Linked DNA regions of Sus scrofa: all the other regions are linked to region 2. The links are chromatin contacts, called in public HiChIP or PLAC-seq maps. All regions are on one chromosome and are shown on one strand. Each heading gives the region's core, a stretch centred on a gene start, on an enhancer-like site or on the middle of the called end of the contact. The rest is flanking DNA. Distances are from core to core; before and after follow the strand shown.

What was found. HiChIP or PLAC-seq counts read pairs in DNA pulled down with a chosen protein or histone mark.
Region 1: a contact with region 2 is called in an H3K27ac HiChIP or PLAC-seq map of skeletal muscle. The contact joins the enhancer-like site here to the promoter of KPNA3 in region 2. A contact is called at or near these places in 2 of 5 promoter capture datasets (fetal liver and liver), 11 of 47 Hi-C or Micro-C datasets (embryonic fibroblasts, fetal heart ventricle, fetal liver and 5 more) and 2 of 2 datasets of contacts at active chromatin or transcription factors (alveolar macrophages and skeletal muscle).
Region 3: a contact with region 2 is called in an H3K27ac HiChIP or PLAC-seq map of alveolar macrophages. The contact joins the promoter of ARL11 here to the promoter of KPNA3 in region 2. A contact is called at or near these places in 1 of 47 Hi-C or Micro-C datasets (skeletal muscle) and 2 of 2 datasets of contacts at active chromatin or transcription factors (alveolar macrophages and skeletal muscle).

What each region holds. Positions count from the first base shown.
Region 1 is chr11:18,077,438-18,080,753 of Sscrofa11.1, reverse strand. All of the region lies in intron 3 of EBPL (emopamil-binding protein-like), which reads right to left. Among named protein-coding and RNA genes, the nearest start is that of ARL11, 21 kb to the left of the region's middle. Within about 2 kb of position 1,698, at least 17 of the 83 cell types and tissues checked have an H3K27ac peak or open chromatin away from gene starts, as enhancers often do. A contact at or near this core is called in alveolar macrophages and skeletal muscle, where this site is marked.
Region 2 is chr11:17,946,728-17,949,721 of Sscrofa11.1, reverse strand. KPNA3 (karyopherin alpha 3 (importin alpha 4)) reads right to left here and starts at 1,512. Exons shown (of 17, transcript NM_001190230.1): 1 at 1,414-1,512. The coding sequence starts at 1,482.
Region 3 is chr11:18,098,586-18,102,045 of Sscrofa11.1, reverse strand. It overlaps ARL11 (ADP-ribosylation factor-like protein 11), which reads left to right and starts at 1,621. Exons shown (of 2, transcript XM_005668400.3): 1 at 1,621-2,385; 2 at 3,128-3,460. The coding sequence starts at 3,187. The region is part of intron 3 of EBPL (emopamil-binding protein-like); the gene reads right to left.

The DNA of each region.
Region 1 (3,316 bases), core at 449-2,948, 130 kb before region 2:
AGTGCAAACTCAACAAAGCCTCGCGGGTAGAGGTCTAAAGTGCTTGGGGACCCAGCAAGGAGGCTGGGTCCAGGGGACCCATGGATCCCTGGCGTGTGGACAGCCCCCCCCCAACACAACTAAGATCAGCCCGACAGCAACCCTATCCCCCCGCTGGAGACCTGGGGGCCCAGGCCTTGTCAGACTCGGTTTGGACGGGTAGGGGCAGCCGGGGGAGGACAAGCCTGGGGGGACCAGCTCAGCGGGTCTGGATGAAATGCGGGAGCTGACACTCCACAGTCGCAGCTGCTTCCAGCCCCCTCACTGCAGGAGGCTCCGTCCCTCCTTTCCCAGTTGCTCCAGGTCTCTTTCGGCCCTGATGTCAAATCCCCCTTTCCAGAAGCACAAGCAGAAGATTTCCTTAGAAAGGAAACCAAAAGATGCCGAGGACAAGGAATCACAAAAGCCCTGATGATGCAAAGCAACAGTGGCGTGAAAGTAGCTTGAACCCAGTCTTGGACAGACTGACGAACTCCCGGGAGCACAGTCTTGCTCTTTTCACCTTTTATTCTCTCTGACCTGCCTGCTCAGAAGCCCCAGGTTTGGGCCAGTTGTCCTGCTTCCGGTCTGAGCACCCAGCACGTTTAAGGGCTGGTCCTGAGACTGCCTCTCAGCCGGCGGCAGTGGGGATGTCGTATATTCAGGACCAGGACCACAGACCCAGTCAACGCTGAATAAATGTGTGAGCTTTTTTATTTGGTAAGAACAGCGGAGGGAGTGTGCTCCCCTCACAAGTGTGTGTGCCAAATACCATGACTCCGTTTCTGTTAAGGAGACGCTCAAAGCATCTTGCCCCGAATACCACAGGTCCCCACCCAGCATCCCCCAGTGGCAAAGATGGCAGGGCTCCAGGTTGTCCCCCCCACTGCCTGTGGCACGGGACTGATGCTCACGTCCTTCGCAGGTTCACTTCCGTAGAAGGAAGAGGATAATCCCTGTCCACAACATGGGACCATCGTGAGGAGCAGATAAACAATGAGCAGAAAGTGCTTTTTAAAAAAATTTCTCTCAGCAGTATTTTATAGTTTTTATTTTACTTTATTTTTATTTTGTCTTTTTAGGGCTGCGCCTGTGGCATATGAGGTTCCCAGGCTAGGGGTCTAATCGGAGCTGTAGCCACTAGCCTATACCAGAGCCACAGCAACACAAGATCCGAGCCGAGTCTGCGACCTACACTACAGCTCATGGCAACGCGGGATCCTTAACCCACGGAGCGAGGCCAGGGATTGAACCCGCATCCTCATGGATACTAGTCAGATTCGTTTGCACTGAGCCACGACAGAAACTCCAGAAAAGTGCTTTGAATTGGAATGAATGCACATGCAGGGCATTTGTAGTACACAGTCCTTTCCCTAGACACCAACCAACCTGGCAGCCCAAAGGTTTCACCCTCTCTGGCTCAGGCTTACCAAGTGCCTAAGGCAGATTCCAGAGGACATACCAAGAATCTGAAAGCCAACAAGAGGTTGGGAAACAGACCCCACAACTGGGAGGCTTTGAACTTGTGATTCCCCCCGAACTCACCACTACCTCCCACCCCCACCCCACCCTTCTCCTAAAGGCTCAGACACTAAAAATACCCCAGCCACCTGCTGCCCAGGGAGGCAGTAAATCACCAGCCCTAGAGCACCAGAATCTGGGCCGACGTGGCAGGTGGTGGCTGATGTGGGCCAGATGGGGCAAGTCCACTCGTCCCACCAGGTGGCCGGGATGGGGAGGGGCTGGGAGGAGGAGACTGCCCACAGGAAGCAGGGGCGCCGCTGCAGGTGCTCCTTGGGTGTAGGGTGACTGCAGGTGGGTGTGTCACGGGAGGGAAGGGGCCTCCCTGGGAAACGGCAGGGACTTCTATGGTGACAGGCAACTGCTTCACCACAAAGAATTAGGTCATCTCATCCAAATCCACACATCCGCCACTCAACTGCTGTCCTATCGTCCCAGGGCCACCAGAGGTCACTGTTACAGGGAACATGAACGGTTGTGGTCCAGCTCCGGACAGGCACGACTTTATGGGGACCGTTCAGACCCTGGACGCTCAGGGGCACATCAGTGAGGTCTGTTTCCTGCTTCCAGTTATAAGGGATTAGATCCCAGCCCCTGGGACCCAAATCAGTTCAACTCCCAACACAGAACCAAGAAATGCCAAAAATCTGTTCACGGTTACTTTGAGCACAGTGAATCAGAAACGAGAGGCCAAGACACTTTTTAACTAAAAAGTCACTTACTTTTTAACTAAAACACATCATCAACAAACACACTTGTGGGGAACAAGAAGCAGAGTGCTGTGGAGTGTTGCTCACATCTGAAAAAGTGGAGACCCTGATAGCATGTCCCCCATTTGTCACCCCCCCGCCCCCAGAAAAACCACTGCAAGAAAGGTAACTGCTGTCACAGGAGCACTGGGTCCAACCAGTGAAAAATACTAACAGAACAATGCAAATCACAAAATCAAAACAACACAATTAAGAGGCTATTCAAGTAGAATGAACAGACCCCGATGATCAGAAATGTACTGAGGTTAAGTTTTTTGATGAGAAAAAAATCCACAAAAGTGAAGAGTTTTCACAGATTATAGGTTTCTGGGAACATGTCTAACACCGTTGGACTAGAAAGAGCACATTTAAGTGAACCAGGTTCTAGTTTATTAAAAAACTCTATGGCCTTGGGCAGGTTACCTAACCCCTCTGAGCCTCTGTCTCCTCGTGTATGAACTGGACCTGTCCAAGGCCCCTTTAAACAACACATGCCTCTAGGATTCTAAGTGTGGCCTTGAGGGGGCCCTGTGCAGCTGGGAAGGTGGATTTCAAAAACAACAAAACAGTGCAGGGACATTTAAGTGACACACATAAGGGCTGCAAGAGTTTTGGAGTCCTCGCCTTCTGAGTCCTCGGGGACTGAGGGAAAGCTTCTGGGGGGACAGGGATTAAACACCTCAAACACAACCCTGCAGCACGCTCAGCACACTTGATCCCTCCCTTGAAGAGCTGGGAAGTGGCCAATCCAATATTTTAAGATGTCAACTTGATCTGTGTGGACGTAAACATCTAAGGAAACCGGTTTCCAAAAATAAATGCTAACGGCTACCCATCAACCTCTCGAAGCGCATGCATTTCTCCAGAATGGGGTATGTTCTGTAACACTATCCAGTCGGTGTTGTGTGTCCGTGTAGACCTGCTGCTTCTTGGATGATGAATCTGGGGCAAGGGAGAGAGAGGAGGGAAGGGGGGAGGTCGAAGTCCTTCTTCAATCGTTAAAAGCCTCCCCCAAATGTTAATACACA
Region 2 (2,994 bases), core at 263-2,762:
ACAATGACCAGGACAGAAAAAAGATGACTTTTATCTGTCTCAATAATATGAAAATTCCAAGGCATTTCCCTACGTTTTTCTCCAATTACTATTTAATTTTGTGGCTCCGAAAAACGGCCTCAGTTTTGTCTGTTCTTCTACAAAACAGAACACTGAACGGTATATTTTCCCCACCACCTTCTCTCTTTAAGACAGGATAAAATGCGCACTTCTTCGTCACACTGGCCGCTTAGCAAGAATGAGAAAACTGCAAATCATGTCACCTAGTAAAAGAAAAGAAGGCTGTGGACCTGAAACCACTTTCCCCCAACAATCCAGAGGTCAGAGTCCCAGTGAAGTTTGTGCATTACACTAACTACACTGCTTTTAGAAGCTGCAGAGAGACCTCTAGCGCTGCCTGGACAAGCCGAGTTTGCAAACAGTACCTGCTAATGTCACCTTAATGAGACAATGGCAACATGCTGAGTAGCAACGAACTGAGTGAACACGATCAATGTTTACAGTTTTGCAACCACTTGGAAATTCTACCAGCTTAGCGCAAGGCCGTATGAACCTATGTATCCAATTTATTTCAGTAAAACGTTTCAAAGACATGATTACCCTATGCACACCCTCACTACAAGAAAAGGCTAAGAAAAGAGGTCCTGTGAGCGGAGGTCGGAACAACGTCTCTTCCAAAGCCTCAACACAATAGACGGTAAACTATTGTCCACCTTCAGCTTGCTCCAAATGCCAGCAGTAACAGGAGTATGAGCTGGAAAAGCAAAGCGCGACTGGTCCAAAGAACCGCACTGGAATATAAGAAAATGGTCCTAGCGCATCCTACCCTCCCCCATTCACCACCCTCAAACAAGTCAGTTACCCGGCTGGTCCCCACCCCCCTCTGCGGGCCGCCACCGCCCGCCTGGGCCCGGCTCACAGAAGGTAGGCGCGGGGACCGGCAGAGCCGAGGCTCCATGTGCAGCAGCGCGGGAGGCACTGAGGGGGCCGCGCCGGGCAGGAGGCTGCACGGGCAGCGGGCGCGAGCCGTGGCCGCCCCCTCGGCGGGGCGGTCGATGGACCCGGGCGGCAGCATCCCCCCAGCCCGCGAGGCCCCAGCCCGCGGACCCCGCCTCAGCTCCACATCTCTTCCTCGCCGACAGCAGGCCGCGCCCGCGTGACGGGGCCGAAAACCCCGGCGTTTCCCGGACTCCGCGCCGGCAGCTTCGAGAGGCGGCTGCAGCCCGGCCCGCGTCCCGCCGCCCGCTCCGCCCAGCCCCTGGCCGCGGTGACGGGAGACGGTAGCTAACTCCGACCCACCGCGAGCCGGCGAAAACCAGCCCGGCGCCGGCCCCCCGCCCCTCCCCGCCGCCTCGGGGCCGGCGCGGCCAGGCGGGCGAGCCTGGAGGGCCCCAGCAGCGAAAGCACACTCACTTCCACATCTCGGCCCTTATTCTTAAAGCTCTTGATGCGGTGGTTCTCCAAGCCGGGGTTCTCGGCCATGGCTGCGCGCGGCTCCGGCGGCGGCTACTCCTGCGGCTGCGGCGGCGGCGAGTCTCGGCGCGGGAGGGGGAGGAGGGGGAGAGCGGGAGGGAAAGGGAGGAGGAGGGGGAAAGGCGGGCACGTTCCGTGACGCCTCCGAGCGCGAGGTGGCAGCAGCGCCGGGGGAGGCGCAGGCCGACAGACGGGCGGGGCGGGAACCGTGCTCTGGAACGGCGCGCTCTTGTGGAGGCCGGGGTCACGTGTCCGGGGCGGGCTCCGGCCTGGACGCTCGCCGGGCTGGATAAGTTCCACGTGGTACTCGGGATGACCCCGGCCCCAGCCCCTCCGCAAATCCTCCCCACAACCCCGCCGGGCTTCAAGTATGGTGCCAGCAATGGAGCCGAACTTAGCAGCTTTTACTGCCCCCGGGACGCGGGGTTGCGGGAGGAAACTACAGTTCCCAGCATGCCATTCCCTAGCGAGGGTAACTCTCCCGGCTTTGACAGAATCAGAAGAATGCCGGGAACCCTAAGCGCGCGTCTTTATGCGCGGCGCGCTCAGGGAGCCCGGGCGCGAGGCTCCGCCCCCAAGGCCGCCTCTGGGCGGGGAGTGGGAGGAGCTTCCTCGGAGACGGCACCTTGCGTCCTATTGGGAGGGAGGGGGCGGAGCTTCCTGGGAGGTGCACCTAGCTCCGTGTAGCCTAGAAAATTAGAAACCGATGCACGGCTGGTGCTTTGCTCTCTTGCTTCTTTGCGGGGGCGGGGGGGGGGGAGGGTGGCACGGGGGTCTCCTGAAATAGCAGCCACCCTCATTCGCTGTTCCTTTGCTCTGCTTTAGTTTTATAATTAGCATTTATTTCCACCTGACATGTATATATGTATGTATGTGATATGTGTGTGTGTCGATCTGGTTTACCGTATCGGAATTAGCTCAGTTAGGTAGGGACGTTAGGTATACTGCTGAATCCCTCCGTTAATACAGTGCCTGGCATGTCATGAATACTCAATAAATGCTTGAATAGATTAGTGCTCCGGCATCTGTCTTCATCATTCTCCCAAGCTCGGTTCTGCAACCTTCACTCTGGCAGGTCCTGCATTTCTGTACTCTCGATATTTCTGTTCCACCTCTGCACATAATCTTCTCGGCCCTCAGGAAGTAGTCAAGCCTTGGTCTGCAGACTCTTCCAGTCTAGCATCTTCCTTTAGGGTCATCGTAAGAATGATCAGGAGAAATGTGGATATATAACACTAATAGTTGCTTTTTGGGCAAGTGAGCTTCTTTGAATGTAGATGAAATAATGTAGTTTCAGAATCTATGGCAGCTATAAGGAGGTATGCAATGTTATAGTACAATTCAAATGACTGAAGTCATTCAAAGGTTGGGAAGGAATATAACCATAAAGAGGTTAAAGAAGATATTCCTTCAAAGCAAAGGGGAGTTAGAAAGCTCAAGGTCCAGGCTATGTCCAGGACATTTTTGTGAGTGCTGGGTGGTGGCCTGTCAATAAACAGGCTCACTTACAAGCTTCAGATA
Region 3 (3,460 bases), core at 372-2,871, 150 kb before region 2:
CTCCCTTGGGCTCACACAAGGGGAACCAGGGCCAGAGTAGCACCCCTTTGCTCCCCAGCCTCCAAGCACAGGTCATCCTTTGCCTGCTGCACCGGTATCCTCTGCCAGTCCCAATCCTGCAAAATCCTGGCAAGATTCCCACTGATTCATCAGCCAGGCCCAGACAGAGCTGGGTCCCAAGTTCGTCTGATCGCCCAGCACCACAGGCAAGACAGACAAGCGCCCTCCAGACAGTGCTGGGCTGCTTTAAGACAGCGCACGTCCTTATAAAATCTGGTTTTAGCAATAATCCGAATCTCCACCCTCCATATCTGATCAGGTCGCTAATTCTCCACCGCCCCCCAGATGAAATCTGATCACCTTGGCCTGTCTTTAGTGAAGACCCCATTAGGTCGGTTTAGCCAGAACCCTGCTCTCCCCTGATGCTTCTTCTTAGTAATTTTCCATATCCACTGACACCCGCCCCCACCCCCAGCTCCTTGGCTATAAATCCCCACTTGCCCACGCTTTTTTCGGAATGGAGCCCAGTTCTGCACGAAGGTCTCTTCCCCTATTGCAGGACTATTCTGCAATAGTCCTGAATAAAACCTTTTTTTTTTTTTTCTTTTTTTACCACTTTAACCATTGTTCTGCTGTGGTTTTTCTTTGACTATAATTCTACCTCTAAATCCCTTCCATTATGCTTCAGTTTCTCACCAAAACGACTGTAGCCAGAACCACAGGCTCCCCCCAAAACCCAAAAGGACAGTGACATCAACAACATGACATAGTGGTGCCCGTGTTTCCAATTTTTCCCAATCGCTTCCTCCTGTTAAAATATAGCCACCTTACAACGACAGCCGCTACAATGAGGGGCTCGCCATTTGCAAAGCACTTTCTCAGTGAGCAACACGATACAATGAAAGAGAGATGAATTATAAATCTCAGCAAGATCATGAACAAATTCTCTCTCCCGTCTGAGCCATTTCTTCATTAGTAAAATGAGAGAATCCCAACCCCCATCTTGGTCCTTGACGATTTAGTAAAGAATGTGCCAGAAAGCAGAACTGTTACCAGCTATGAGCGCCAAGTCACTGGAGCTCCAGAGCCAAGTCAGAATCTGCTACAGAAGCAAAGGCTTCTGAGTGGTTAATTTTTTGGAAAATTCTATTTTTTGGAAGTATCATTTTTTTTTTTTACTGGGAAAAACAAAATGACATTGTTCAAGAAAAAAAAAATTAAGCAATAAGCTTAATCACCCTTAGTTCCACCTCATTAACATAACTTTTAATTTTTATGGTTTAACATATATATATTTATATACACACATATGTATGTGTATATGTGATACACACACACACATTTTGGTTTACCTGCAACATTAAACCTAATTTTTAAGAGTATTTTATTTTTGTTTGTTTTTGGTTTTGTCTTTTTGTCTTTTTAGGGCCGCATATGGAGGTCCCAGGCTAGGGGTCCAATTGGAGCTGTAGCCACTGGCCTACACCAGAGCCACAGCAACGCAGGATCCGAGCCGTGTCTGCGACCTACACCATAGTTCACAGCAACGCTGGATCCTTAACCCACTGAGCGAGGCCAGGGATGGAATCTGCCACCTCACGGATGCTAGTCACCGCTGAGCCGTGATGGGAACTCCTACAGGGTTTTAATCCTATTTGGGCAGCTTGTAAGCACACATGGTTCCAAGCAAATAAAAGAATCTCCAGGCACCAGAAACACACTGAGCTGAGGGAAAAGGGGGGATTCTCAGATTCCTCCACCAAGAGGATCACAGGATGGTGAGAGGAAGAGCAGTAGAAACAGCAAACGCAGATGTGGTCCTGAACGGGGGGCCCTCCCTGCAGCATAGAGTCTGAGCTGCTAAGAAGCAGGTGTTACTGAGGACGTTTTGTGCCTGACCCCAGCAGGTCTGCTCTCTCCCAGGGGCCAGAGCAGAGAGACGGCCTGCGGAGCTCGCCCTGCCCCCAACCACGTGGGAAAGGGAAACAGAAAAAGGAGAACCAGTAGCAGCCACTCGAGACTTCCCTCACCTCTCAATCGTGGGACCTGACTGAGCAGTGGAAAGCAGCTGCAGGGGAGGACACGGTCACAGGGGAGCTTTCAGCCACAGTCTAATCACATTGGGTAGTTTGTTTTTTTTAAGGGCCACACCTTGTGTCACACCACATGCAGGTTCCCAGGCTAGGGGTCCAATCGGAGCTACAGCTGCAGCTGCCGGCCTACAGCACAGCCACAGCAACTCTGAGCTGCGTCTGCGACCTACACCGAAGCTCACGTCAACGCTGGATCCTTAACCCGCTGATCGAGGCCAGGGATTGAACCTGCATCCTCATGGAGACTGGGTTCTTAACCCGCTGAGCCACAACAGGAATTCCCAATACTGAGGTAATTTTAATTTTTACTCTTCCACGCCTGCCATGAGGAACGAACAGAGGCTGTCTTATTTTCTTCCAGGGCCAACAGAAATGTACTCCTGGGGGTGAGATGTTCCTTCACCTGCTCCAGCCAAGGCTTCCCTAGACTAAGTTGGCATCAGGTCTTAGTCTTGGCATCTGGGATTCCTGTAATTCATGTGTAATGTTGTAGAGGTCACTTACCTCAGTAAGACACTGGAGGAAAGCCCTTTGCCCTGACTGGTACATCTGTCCTCAGTCAACAGTATTTATAAATAGCCACTGTTACAGGACACGCAGCCTGGTCCTATGGGGAGTTCCAAAGGCAGCAGAAGTTACCATGAGCCGACGGTCCCCCTCCCTCTGTGTCCTGACCCCAGGATAGCTTCCACTTCAGGGTTTAGGCTTCCAGGAGGACAAGAGAGGCTAGAAGCCACGGACCAGCAGGAATGGAAGAATCTTTCAGTCATTTCTACTGAACCAAGCTTGTCTAGCTGGAATTTGGTTGTGCCTCCTTGCTTTAACCACAGGGAATGTGAGCCTACATTCCATGTCTTGGGGCGGGGGGCTCCGCTCTGTAGGAGGCAGCCGGGAGAGATGGGTCAGCTGATTCACCCACCCCTACTTCCTGGCCCTTTCAGAGCCCAGGCCTGTCTTTGAAACCTGACATGCTTCCCTACTTTGGCCATAGAAACCCTTCCTCCATGTGCCTGCATGAATTTGTGTTCCTACAGAAAAGAATAGCTGATGTGTGCACCCGGCCGTTCTCCCCTAGGGTCTGGCAGGGGCCGCCATGGGGTCTGTGAGCTCCCGAGGTCACAGGGCGGAAGCCCAGGTGGTGATGATGGGCCTGGACTCGGCCGGCAAGACCACCCTCCTGTACAGACTAAAGGGCTACCAGCTGGTGGAGACGCTGCCCACCGTGGGTTTCAACGTGGAGCCTTTGGAGGAGCCTGGACATGTGTCTCTGACTCTCTGGGACGTCGGGGGACAAAGCCAGCTCAGGGCCAGCTGGAAGGACCACCTGGAGGGCACAGACATCCTCGTGTATGTGCTGGACAGCACAG